2 separate regions of the Mus musculus genome follow, and region 2 is linked to region 1. The links are chromatin contacts, called in public HiChIP or PLAC-seq maps. All regions are on one chromosome and are shown on one strand. Each heading gives the region's core, a stretch centred on a gene start, on an enhancer-like site or on the middle of the called end of the contact. The rest is flanking DNA. Distances are from core to core; before and after follow the strand shown.

Region 1 (6,477 bases), core at 1,583-4,082:
ACTGACCTATCACTGTGGACAATATGGGCAGTGTGACACATGTGCAGGGTAGGGTCCAGAGTGTTATTAATGCTCTCCCCTGGAACCTAGTGTGTTGTGCTCACAGGGAAGACATAAATCCACTTTGTCAGAGCAAACATTCCTCTTGGGGGACATCAGCTCAACCTGGAGGAGAGAGTAATGGCCACAACCCACAGGCAACAGGGATGAGTAATTTACTGCTGCTGCTGCTGCTGAGCAATTAGTGCTGCGGGGGGTGGGGTGGGGGCTTTCATTTAAAATTCCCACTTAACCATATGTATTGTGGCTCAGGGGATGATTTATGTATCATTAGAAAGTAGAAAACATATATCACACTAATAAATTGTCTCCTCCCCCCACCCCATTCACCGCAGCCAACAGCTCCCCAGGGTCTTTAAGAAGTCAGGCTTCTGCGTCCTTATGATGCAAGGATGTGACAGGGCCGTGTTCACCCTCTCTCCCTAGCTCACTTGCAGAGACTGAGGCACAGGAAACACTGACCATTGCTTTCTGCACACTTGTTTGCGGCTGCGTTTGCTGTCAGGAGTCCCATGCAGACCAGCCTTGCGATGTCGTGTTTCTCTATCAGCTTGAGAGTTCATTGCGGGATTTAGTTCCGTTCTTCCAGAGCTCATGTACCCTTTTCTCTAAGACATGGGCCTGGTTGGCCATACCGCAAGCCCTTCACATCCAAAGTGGCTATGGGGGTACTGGAGAGAAGGCCATGGGGGGCTGTGTGGGTTCGTTCGGTGTGGTACATACCTGTAACGCTAGCACTCAGGAGGCAGGAGGATTTCTGTGAATCCAAGTCTAGCCTGGGCTACATACTCAGTTCTGGGTCAGCCCGGATTACGGAGTAAGATCCTACCTAACTCACAAAACCAAAATGACAACAAATAAAATATAAATCCAGAATTCAATCTTGCCTTAAAAGGGTTTTTTTTGCAATATTATAATCTCAAGAAAATAAAAAAAAATAAGAATGCATCGAGGGCTAGAGAGATAACTCAGCAGTTAAGAGCATATACGGCTCTTGGAAAAGTTCCTAGTTTGCTTCCCATCACCCATGTTGGGCGGATCACAAATGATTGCAAACTGCAGATCCAGGAATCCAACATTGGAGTCTGTGAGCACCCAAACACAGAGATGCACAGTTATACACATATGTTTTTAAAATTAAATATTTGAAAGCGCGCTGTGATCATCGAGTCATCTCATCAGGATTAGCTACTCGACCTGCAGAGGCCACTAAATCGTGAACACATGGGCCCCTTGTCCAAAATACACGAAGAATTTCAAGACTGTGGAGGACAGGCTATTCAGTAAAATGCAGGCGCCTCTGAGAACATCCAGGTCACGTGAGCACCAAGCCGACTCTGAAGTTATCCCTGTTGAGAGCCTGAGAATCCCAAGCGAGGGAGAGCAGAGGGGCACAGCATTTCCCTGACCCAGCAAATCTCTCCGGTTCCCGGGCTATGATGATGCCAGTCTTTCTGAAGTGCTGGTGTATAGAATGCTGTGCTTGGGGTAGTTGGTAGGACCCTCTTCACCCTGCCAGGCAAGAGAGGACTCGTGCAAGCTATCCGAACCACGTGAGGTTCTAGATATTTGGTAGAGAACACAAAGTTGAAGTGTTCCAACTTGAAGTCAGACAGAGGAAAATAAAATTTGCCAAAGTTTCAGATGAAAATAAAGGTGGAGCCGATTAACAGTGAAGTCTGTCTGTCCAGTAACACTGCGATGCGGAGCTGTCATAGAACAGGGACGCATAGCCATCTCTAGTGTGGAAAGGACTCTGGCCAACTCCATAGGGCAGTTCCCAGACATACTTTGCTAATGACCTTTAGACTCCTGGTGCCCTGTGCCAGTGCCAGGCTATTTTTAGGTGAGGGTACTAAGGACTGCTGTTTGCCCTTGATAAGAAGCTAAGTGCACAACTGCACTTCATGTGCTCAAGGATCCAGGCCTGGGTCTCCGTGGGGTCAGGGCTCCATAGGATGGAGTCGAATGTCAGGAGGAGCTTGCATGCTAATCTCATCAGCTTGGTGGGATGAAGAAATGGCCAGAACACTAGTGAGCCACACTTCTGGTGTGACTGGAAGAGAGTTTGCTGAAAGGATTAGCCGAGGGCAAGGCCCACCCTGGATGGAAGCAGCACCATCTGCCCAGACTGAATTGAGAAACATGGGGAAAGAGAGCATTTCTCCTTTCTCGCTTCGTGATGGAGCCGTTAAGAGCCACACCCCTTTCTATGAACTTTGACTCTTTTAAGTTTCAGTCTCCATTGTGCACACAGAGAAATGGAAACACACTGTGTACTGTCCAAAGATGGAGACGATCCCAGATAGACTAGCTACAGAAGCAAATGCTTTGTCTGCACCATTGCATGGAATCTGCGTCTAAACACTGCAGAGGATGGGAGGGAAGAGGCTCAAGGTCCACTCTAGTGCCAGAGTTCACGGCAGGAGCTGTGAGCCAAAGGTCAGTCGCAGATTTATCACCATCACCTCAGGGCGGAACGTGGCTTGTCCAGAGCCCCAAAGCTACAGGATGAGTGGGGTTCAAGGCGCCCAAATACTCTGCTTGTTTCTGCCATTCCAGTCAGTTACCTCAGGGTACTGTGTGTGGCTTTGGCTGTGTCACTGTAAGCCAAGGAGGTGATTTCTACAAGGGGTAGCGATTTCAGAATGTAAATAAAAGGTAAAAAAGATTGTATCTTCGGTCACAGTGAAGTAACTAAGGTCTGAGAGAAGAAAGGGCTTGTCCCAGACCTGTCCATCAGCAGTTACCCTACTACATCCTCAATAACTCGGGAAAGAGACCACAGTGAGAAAAGCCGCCATTGTTCAAAATGACTAAGAGCAAAAGAAACAATGTTTCCATGGTAACCTTGAAAAATATTTTTCTTCCTGAAAGCATTGGAGCCAACCGAACAAAAGGAAATGAAAGGAAACATAATAGCTGATTTTAAGAAGTAGCTAAGGACGAGTGAGATAGCATCATTAAGTTTCTATCAAATGACAGTCAAAGCTGTAGGCTACAAATCTAGTCTGTTCGGAGCCAACCAGGCTAGCAATGGCTTAACCCTATACCTGATCTGGAACCAGAGAAAGAAGCCCAGACCCTCAGTCTGATGATCTTTAGTTTTAAAACCAAGTCCTGTGACTCTTGAACTATTTTTTTGTAAAAAGAAAAATTAATTAAAATGATACTTTGACTAAGTACTCTATATGTAGTCACGAGTCTTTTTCCTTTAAAAAAATAAAGATTGGTTTCTATGCTGTGTATGAGCGTTTCGGTTGCCTAGCTGCATCTGTATGATTCTTCAGATGTCAGAAAAAGGCATGTGCTCCCTGAATTATAGGGTCTCTGGAATTATGGGGTCTCTCGAGTCACACTGTGGGTGCTGGGCACAAAACTCAGATTGTCCCCCAAGGACAGCAAAAAACAGCCCTAGCATGAAACATGCCCTCACCTACAGATCTTACAGTTATTAGCTGCAGGGTTTTCTCTGTCTGGATTTGTTGGACGGATATGAAGAAGAGCAGGAGCAAGGAGCAGATGGAGAATCAGACAACGGTTCTTGGAGCGGAGACAAAGGCAGGGAAGGGCAGGAGCTGCTCTGAGATGCAAACCCAAATCTTACTCTGCACCAGTAGCCCTCATAGCCCCAGATAGCTCAGCTATGACATAATGATCTTAGTCTCAAGTCTTTATCAAATAGCTTCTATGGACCAACCCTCATAGCTCCTTCACCACTTGTTTAAAAATGACGGATCTCTCAGGTGGACAAAGTATTCAAGAGGGATGGTATAAAATGGAACTCTCACTCAGTGACTGTCAAGAGACATCGCATTGTAACACAATAATAGTACAATGCAACATCGTGAAAATAAATTTATTTAATGAAAAATCTACACTTCCTTCCATGACAAGGGCAAATCCCCACCACAATGGAGCTGACTTGTGAAACAGATGGCCACTCCAAGCTTAGGGTGACTCACTCATCATGTGTCCAGTCCAGGGAGAGCTCACCTGAGGGGACAGCCAGGTGCTCTTTCATCCCGCTGACTGTGCTAACAGACACTGGTGTTGTGCTTGCTGAAGAAGCAAGCTCACAGTCCAACCAGTCACGAACTGAGTGGCTTACCACTCTCTAGCTTCAAGTCTTAATTTGGTTTGGAAGCAAATTTATTTCTGTGCAGACCATAAATTAACAAATGTCTTCAAATCCAAGTGTCACGTTTTGAAACAAATCTTTGTTTTTTCAATAAGCATGCATCTTTATCTGGGTTTAAATATTGCTTACACACTCTGAAGTGGGAATATTTCTTTTTACATCTCAACATTATGATGTCACAAACGACCAGACTCCTGGTGAATTTCATTGCCACGCTGGCCTCACAAGAGGCTTACTCTTCACACTCCATGTCTATGAAAAGTAACTTTGGAATGTCAGGTCTGATCAGCAGCTCATGGACACCCCTCCTTCTGGTTCCACAATTCAGCAGGACAATCTTTGAGCCGACTGCTGCTACCTCTGGGGTCTCTCTGAATGACCTCAGCATAAAGGGATCTGGACTTGACTGACATCAGCCAAAGGTTTTAGTCAATGAGAATCAAGTGGTCATTGCTTCTTCTCCTGTAACAGAAAAGGGGATGAAGGAGTAAGAGAACGTCAAGTTAAGAATTTTTGTTTGGATAGTCCTGCGTCATTGATGCTGTTGTTGTCATTGTTGTGGTTGCTGTTGTTGTTTAGACAGGGTCTCATGTAGCTCAGGTTAGCCTCAAACTATGTAGCTGATAATGACCTTGAATTCCTGGTCCTTCTGCTTCCCCTCCCAGAACACACGCAACGCCACATCTGACATTGACAGCTCTTATTTTTTTTATTTTATTATTCAGATAGTGATGTTAGGGACCAAACTGAGGGTCTTGCCCAGTCTAGGCAACTTTTCTACCTGGACTCCCCAAAATCTTTACAAAAAGACTAGAATACGCTCTAGACACATATAGCTTATGTGAGCCAAATGTGAAAGAGGAAGAAAATGGAGCACGGGAAATGTACATACTTTGAGGCTTGGATTGAGGCTCTGGAAACAACCGATTGAGCAACCATCATCTCTCAGGACCCTGCTCTATCAGAGCTGATCAATGGCTACAAGGGCCAGACACTTTCCTTCATAGAAGAGAACGTTTGACAACTCATATCTGCCCATCCAAGCCTTGTCCTCCAAAGAGCCAAATCCTGTCAGTCTGGGAAGAGAGACCTGAGGCCAGCAGGTTCACCCTGCAGGCATCAAGTGGTTCAGGAGAACCATAGACTATCTATGCCCGAGTACACAGCTTAGGGTATTTCTAGAGACATTTAACTGAGAAGGAGGAAGTCCGGAAGGTGGGCAGCCTTGGTTTGGAGTGAATGAATGCTAAGCAATCAGCCTTCATCTTCTGCTTCTTCCCTGTGCCCAGTGTGACCAGCTACCATGTGCCCAGTGTGACCAGCTACCATGTGCTTCGTGCCCAGTGTGACCAGCTACTGTGTGCTCCATGCCCAGTGTGACCAGCTACCGTGTGCTCCATGCCCAGTGTGACCAGCTACCGTGTGCTCCGTGCCCAGTGTGACCAGCTACCATGTGCTCCGTGCCCAGTGTGACCAGCTTTGCTTGCTCAGACCCTGAGCTGCCATAAGTCCTTCATCCCTTAAGCTGTTTATCATCAGGTATTTGTCACGACAGCCAGAAAAGCCATTAATATAATAACTACAGGATGCCATGGCGGCCCCGAGAGACCTGTGATAGCCTTCCCATGTCTTCGGAGGCAGTTGCAAATTAAGAAAATTAATCTTCTTTTACCCTGGCATCCGCGGCAATAGTTTAACGCTCTGAGAGGATGAAATGCAATTTTGAGAATGTCTCAGAAGACCTCGTCTCGTGTTTACCAGACATCCTCGGGATGTGCTCACTCGTCTCATGGAAAAATCTCAAGATGCGGTGTGAATCAACGGACAGAAAACTCCTCATGTGAGCCTAAGTAGCTGTGATCTCCCATCTCCCTTGAGGAACTGGATTGATGGAATGCTCAGAAAGCAAAGGCAAGGAATACTTGAAAAATGTCTACCTCTGACCCAAGTGAAAACAAATCTGGGTACGTTTGAGAAAACCATGACCTCCATGCTGGTCACCACCCAACTGTGTAGCACCCTCTGGTCACTGAGAACCAGGTCATTTCTCTCAGAGTCCAAACAGCCAGCAATGAAGAGCTACTGAGGCGTGCTTTTAACCAAGAACACTGTGGTGGTTTGCTTGAGAATGGTTTATATATTTGAATGCGTAGTCCCCAGTTGGTGGGACTATTTGGGAGGATTGGGGGTGTGGCTTGTTGGAGGAGTTTGCACTTGGAATGGGCTTAGAGGTTTCAAAAGCACTTATGTATTCCCAGTTAGCTGTCTCTCTTGCC
Region 2 (6,477 bases), core at 2,309-4,808, 96 kb before region 1:
GAGGCACTCAGAGCTATGAGTTTCCCTCTTAGAAATGCTTTCATTGTGTCCCAAAGGTTTGGGTACGTTGTGGCTTCATTTTCATTAAACTCTAAAAAGTCTTTAATTTCGTTCTTTATTCCTTCCTTGACCAAGGTATCATTGAGAAGAGTGTTGTTCAGTTTCCACGTGAATGTTGGCTTTCTGTTATTTATTTTGTTATTGAAGATCAGCCTTAGTGCATGGTGATCTGATAAGATACATGGGACAATTTCAATATTTTTGAATCTGTTGAGGCCTGTTTTGTGACCTATTATGTGGTCAATTTTGGAGAAGGTACCATGAGGTGCTGAGAAGAAGGTATATCCCTTTGTTTTAGGGTAAAATGTTCTGTAGATATCTGTCAGATCCATTGTTTCATCACTTCTGTTAGTTTCAGTGTGTCCCTGTTTAGATTCTGTTTCCATGATCTGTCCATTGGTGAAAGTGGTGTGTTGAAGTCTCCCACTATTATTGTGTGAGGTGCAATGTGTGCTTTGAGCTTTACTAAAGTTTCTTTAATGAATGTGGCTGCCCTTGTATTTGGAGCATAGATATTCAGAATTGAGAGTTCCTCTTGGAGGATTTTACCTTTGATGAGTATGAAGTGCCCCTCCTTGTCTTTTTTGATGACTTTGGGTTGGAAGTCAATCTTATCAGATATTAGGATGGCTACTCCAGCTTGTTTCTTCATACCATTTGCTTGGAAAATTGTTTTCCAGCCATTCATTCTGAGGCAGTGTCTACCTTTTTCTCTGAGATGTGTTTCCTGTAAGCAGCAAAATGTTGGGTCTTGTTTGTGTAGCCAGTTTGTTAGTCTATGTCTTTTTATTGGGGAGTTGAGACCATTGATGTTAAGAGATATTAAGGAAAAGTAATTGTTGCTTCCTGTTATTTTTGTTGTTAAAGTTGGCATTCTGTTCTTGTGGCTGTCTTCTTTTAGGTTTGTTGAGGGATTACCTTCTTGTTTTTGCTAGGGCGTTGTTCCTGTTCTTGTATTGGTTTTTTTTCTGTTATTATCCTTTGAAGGGCTGGATTCGTGGAGAGATAATGTGTGAATTTGGTTTTGGTTTTGTCGTGGAATACTTTGGTTTCTCCATCTATGGTAATTGAGAGTTTGGCTGGGTATAGTAGCCTGGGCTGGAATTTGTGTTCTCTTAGTGTCTGTATAACATCTGTCCAGGCTCTTCTGGTTTTCATAGTCTCTGGTGAAAAATCTGGTGTAATTCTGATAGGCTTGCCTTTATATGTTACTTGACCTTTTTCCCTTACTGCTTTTACTATTCTATCTTTATTTAGTGCATTTGTTGTTCTGATTATTATGTGTCGGGAGGAATTTCTTTTCTGGTCCAATCTATTTGGAGTTTTGTAGGCTTCTTGTATGTTCATAGGCATCTCTTTCTTTAGATTTGGGAAGTTTTCTTCAATAATTTTGTTGAAGATGTTTGCTGGTCCTTTGAGTTGAAAATCTTCATTCTCATCCACTCCTATTATCCATAGGTTTGGTCTTCTCATTGTGTCCTGGATTTCCTGGATATTTTGAGTTAGGATCTTTTTGCATTTTCCATTTTCTTTGATTGTTGTGCCGATGTTCTCTATGGAATCTTCTGCACCTGAGATTCTCTCTTCCATCTCTTGTATTCTGTTGCTGATGCTCAAATCTATGGTTCCAGATTTCTTTCCTAGGGTTTCAATCTCCAGTGTTGCCTCACTTTGAGTTTTCTTTATTGTGTCTACTTCTCTTTTTAGGTCTAGTATGGTTTTGTTCATTTCCATCACCTGTTTGTATGTTTTTTCCTCTTTTTCTGTAAGGACTTCTACCTGTTTGATTGTGTTTTCCTGTTTTTCTTTAAGGACTTGTAACTCTTTAGCAGTGTTCTCCTGTATTTCTTTAAGTGATTTATTAAAGTCCTTCTTGATGTCCTCTACCATCATCATGAGATATGCTTTTAAATCTAGGTCTAGGTTTTCGGGTGTGTTGGGGTGCCCTGGACTGAGCGAAGTGGGAGTGCTGGGTTCTGATGATGGTGAGTGGTCTTGGTTCCTGTTAGTAAGATTCCTACGTTTACCTTTCACCATCTGGTAATCTCTGGAGTTAGTAGTTATAGTTGACTCTGTTTAGAGATTGTTCTTCTGGTGATTCTGTTACCGTCTATCAGCAGACCTGGGAGACAGATTCTCTCCTCTGAGTTTCAGTGCTCAGAGCACTCTCTGCTGGCAAGCTCTCTTACAGGGAAGGTGCGCAGATATCTTGTGTTTGGACCTTCTCCTGGCCGAAGAAGAAGGCCCAAAACAGGACCTTTCTCAGAAGCTGTGTTGCTTTGGCAGTTCCCAGAAGCTGTCAGCTTCTGTGGTGCAGACTCTCACCTGTGCAGACTAAATTCCTAAGTTCCGCGGAGTCCCGGAACCAAGATGGCGACCGCTGCTCCTGAGGCTGAGGCCGCCTCCCAAGCCAGGCAGACACCTGTCCTCTGGTCCGGACGGTGGCCGGCTGTCTGCGGCCCGCAAAGGGTGCTGCTTCAACGGCTCTGTGCTTCCGCCTGTCCCCGGCAGTTTCTTTTAAAACTTGAAATACATCTTCCCAGGAATCCCCTGCCTATTAAAGTTTCAGATGACAAATCAGCTGTTTCTCTGATAGGCCTGGCTTTGTATGTAACCTGGCGTTTCTCTCTTACCACTTTCGATAGATCTTTGTCTAGGATATTTAGTATTTTAATTATAATATAATGGAGGTTATATATTAAATATAATAAGGGGAGTTTTTTATGTTTGTTGTTCTAAATATTTCTTGAATATAGATTGTTATCCCTTTTCCCAAGTCTAGGAAATATTATACTATGATTCGTTTGAAAGTGTTTTCTATGCCTTTAAAATGAGATTCATCTCCTTCTTTTATGTCAATTATCTCCAGATGAATCACGAACATCTCGACATTAGCACCAGGGACCTTCATTATTTTATATTTCTTGCTTGTTCCTTCACCATGTCTTTAAGCTCAGATATTCTGTACTCTCCTTGAGTCACAGTATGGCTTAGACTTTCCAAAGAGTTTTTTTCCTTGACTTACTGTGGTTTTGTTTTAAATTCCCAGCACTTCAGATTGGGTTTTCCTCAGTAGTTCTACCTCCGTTGAACTCGCCTTTCAAACAATCTGTCATCTTTTTTATTTTAGTCTACTGGTTGTGTCTTTGAACATGCTTTGAGTCATGAGTCTGACATCTATGTCTGGGATTTAATCTAACATACTCTCATTTGGCGTCTTTACAGAAGGGTTATTAATTTATAGAGGAGTTATCATGTCTTAAGTTTTGTTTGTTTGTATGTGTTTCTTATGATACTGAATTAGGGTTTATACATCTGGGCTTATTTATATCCTTGGTTTACTTATTTTTTTTATCAACTATTTCCTTCATTTGAAGTATTTGAAATGTTCGTGTGGGAATTGAGTAAAGGTAGACTTCAATGTATAGTTCGGATTATAGCTCCTAAGTCCAGGAGTTCAGGCGTCTGGTGTAAGTTTTATATTGCTCCCTAAGTACAATATTAACTGGGAGCAACAACAGCTGCTCGACACAACTGCTATGTAAATGTCATAGTAGGCAGGTAGTAGCAGTGACCCCTTGGACTTGTGTAGATTTCTGAAGGATAAACAACCAAAGATGAGATAGAGTTTACTCAGACTGTGGCGGATGAAGTAGCTGAGAAGGGAAAATTAGGATATTGTTATGATCCACAGATTTTAGAGATTGTTAAAGCTATGGAAGATTATAATTAAGAAGTAAAAAGAGAAGAGACTAAAGAAGAAAGAAAGAGAAAAAATAAGGAATAGAAGAGAAAGTTTGATGTGTGACTGAGAGTGTAGTGAAGCATGGAAAATTAGGTGCAAAGCAGACACACTATTCCTAAGACTCCACTGAACAATATACAAACAGAAGCAAAACCATCCTGGGATGTATATGCAAGAGCGGGACTCAAACAGTGAGAACAAGAACTTAAAAAAGACGAAGAGAGTGGATTTCTGGCTTAGCTGCCCTGAGTTGAAGAGTGATGTTCTCAGACCCCTCAGGGTCTCCTAGGTTCTAGGGGTCAGGCAAGTGGGAGATGTTCTCTCTGGAGCCTCAGTGTTGCCGGGTATCTGGTGTGTGGAGGAGGGGAGATTATAAAGCCTTTCATGATAGTTTCCCTCTGCACTTTGTCCTCTGTGGCCTCCCCTGGCTCTGTAGGTGGAATCCTGGTGGGAGGCAGGATGCACACTGGAGCTGGACTCTCAGCAGAGCTCAGAGTTTTGGCTGCCCTGCCTCCTTCCCCATCAAGGTCTCCTCTGGATCAGTAGTTCATAGCAGGCATTGTCTCTTGAAGGACAGGAGCGTACTGTGTTTTATCTTTGCTATTTTCTTTCATAGAGTATGCATTATATGGCTTGGGCCATGTTTTTTTTTTTCCTTTGCTTGACCCCTAACTCATTCAGGCTTGGTTGGTATATTCTCTGCTAATAGCCCCAAATACTCATTGACCCATAACACAGGAGGAAACACGTGAGCGCATCTCTTCATTATGTCTTCCCATTCCGTGAGCGCAAACCTTGCCTTCCCTCGTCTTACTGAGTGGGATGTCCCTGTGTGACCAGACCCTTCGTGAATCTTCCCATTCCTTAAGGATATTGTTGTCATTGGTGCCCTGAGTTATCAGTCATTCTTTCCAGCATCAAATCCCTTGCTGACCTCACATGCCTCACCAACTGCTACTCTCTCTCTCTCTCTCTCTCTCTCTCTCTCTCTTTCTCTCTCTCTGTGGTCCCATTTCAGGAAAAACAAAACAAAACAAGAACTGCCTCAAAAATAGCCGTCCTCACTGCTTCCAAACCTCACCTCCCATTTTCCTTTGAACCCATTTCAAGCTGGCTCTCATCCCCACCATGCCACTGAAACTCCGGTGTCAACGCCCTCATAACTTCTAAGGCCAAATTAACAGCGAAACTTCAAGCCTTACCTCAGAGTCTTTGACACAGTTATTCGCTCTCTGTGGATTTCTGGATCTTTTCCTTCAGCACGGGCTTTGCCTTCTGTCTCCTTGATTGACTTCTTGTTTCTCTGTCTTTCAGACACTGAGAATCCTCAGGGTCCGATTTTCCAGCCTGTCACTGTGTCTGTATTCACTCACTAGCTGAGTGAATTCTCAGCTCGGGCTTCAAAGTTCCTCATGCAGGAATATCTCTGAGACTGAAATCTCCTATCTAGATTTGTTTACCTGGCTGTTTTGTTGGAAACTCCACCTGGTTTTGTCTATTAAAAAAAAAAAACCAACTAATGTCACAACTAAAACTGAATTCTATTCACCCAACATGGGGTGTTTCTGGTGTCCTGTTTCTGCAAAAGGTAATTTTACTTTCATAGTAGCTCTGACCCAAGCCCTTACGTCATTCTTAAGACATGTCTCTTTGTACAATATTGTCTGTCAGAAAAGTCTATAATATACATGATTTGGATATTAGATTATTCATGCCTGTAATTTTAAATTGCTAGGCAGCATTCCATTAATAAGTAATGATGCAGACCCAGTGCCCAGTCCTCTTCTACATATTTTAGCTACTATTCCTTTGAGCTCCATAAAACCTGATGAATGAGATAGAATTATTATCCTTTAAGGATAGAGAAGCTAAGGCACAGAGTGATTTGTCAACAGTCCCTGGCTAGCATATGAAGGAGCCACAATTGTGGCCTGGGCTGTGGTGCATCACATCACACCTTTGAATACGTGCAGAGTTTGGAAGTTCCTACTCGCCATCAATTGTGCTTTTCTAATCACCTTTGCGTACAAAGCCCTTTCTTGGTTTGGAATCATTTCTTTAGCATAAATTCTCAGAAACTGGATTGCTCTAAGAGTTAAAAGCCTTCTTCATTAGGATAACATATTGTTATTAAACACTGGCTCTTTGGAGTCTGAAGTTATACAGAGTTATTAAGAAACCAACTTTGTTGTTGTTGTTGTTGTTAATAGCACACTTAATTGAGTCGCAACTTCTTTTGAACACTCACTGAATCACGTGGTTTTCAGTTCCCTCAGGTGTTACACTGAGGTCATCTCCATGGCAACTTCCTCCCAGGTGCACTCATCACTCCCTTCTTCCTATCAAATGAAGAACCTTTAGTGTCACCCTCCCTCAAAACAATGACAAACTCCACCCTCTGCTCACGGGATCAAATACTGCTGCTTTCTGTAAGAGGTTTGACCTGTTCTCTCTTTCACAACCACAGGGACAATAAGTCTTACTTCTAATGACTTACAATGTCTGAATTTTATACCTACCTTTGCCATTCACTCTTATAGCAAGATCCTAGAGACATGAGGGATGGCTGATGTCAATATGTATTGTCCATGGTCATATGCCAACTATGACCACAAAGAATGTCATCTGAATTTTGGTGGGCATCGCATCAAATCTGTAAACTATTTTGGTGA

The links. HiChIP or PLAC-seq counts read pairs in DNA pulled down with a chosen protein or histone mark.
Region 2: an H3K4me3 HiChIP or PLAC-seq map of intestinal villus epithelium shows a contact between it and region 1, with 5 read pairs. The contact joins two enhancer-like sites. A contact is called at or near these places in 13 of 484 Hi-C or Micro-C datasets (the 63-12 cell line, 8-cell embryo, CD4 T cells and 8 more), 4 of 115 datasets of contacts at active chromatin or transcription factors (bone marrow-derived dendritic cells, epiblast stem cells, intestinal villus epithelium and 1 more) and 2 of 9 other capture datasets (adipose tissue and embryonic stem cells).

Annotation. Positions count from the first base shown.
Region 1 is chr3:146,192,941-146,199,417 of GRCm38.p6, reverse strand. Mcoln2 (mucolipin 2) reads right to left here. Exons shown (of 14, transcript NM_026656.5): 14 at 3,907-4,663. The coding sequence ends at 4,627. Among named protein-coding and RNA genes, the nearest start is that of Lpar3, 25 kb to the left of the region's middle. Within about 2 kb of position 2,832, at least 22 of the 459 cell types and tissues checked have an H3K27ac peak or open chromatin away from gene starts, as enhancers often do. A contact at or near this core is called in intestinal villus epithelium, where this site is marked.
Region 2 is chr3:146,289,827-146,296,303 of GRCm38.p6, reverse strand. No RefSeq gene overlaps it. Among named protein-coding and RNA genes, the nearest start is that of Gm40167, 53 kb to the left of the region's middle. Within about 2 kb of position 3,558, at least 7 of the 459 cell types and tissues checked have an H3K27ac peak or open chromatin away from gene starts, as enhancers often do. A contact at or near this core is called in intestinal villus epithelium, where this site is marked.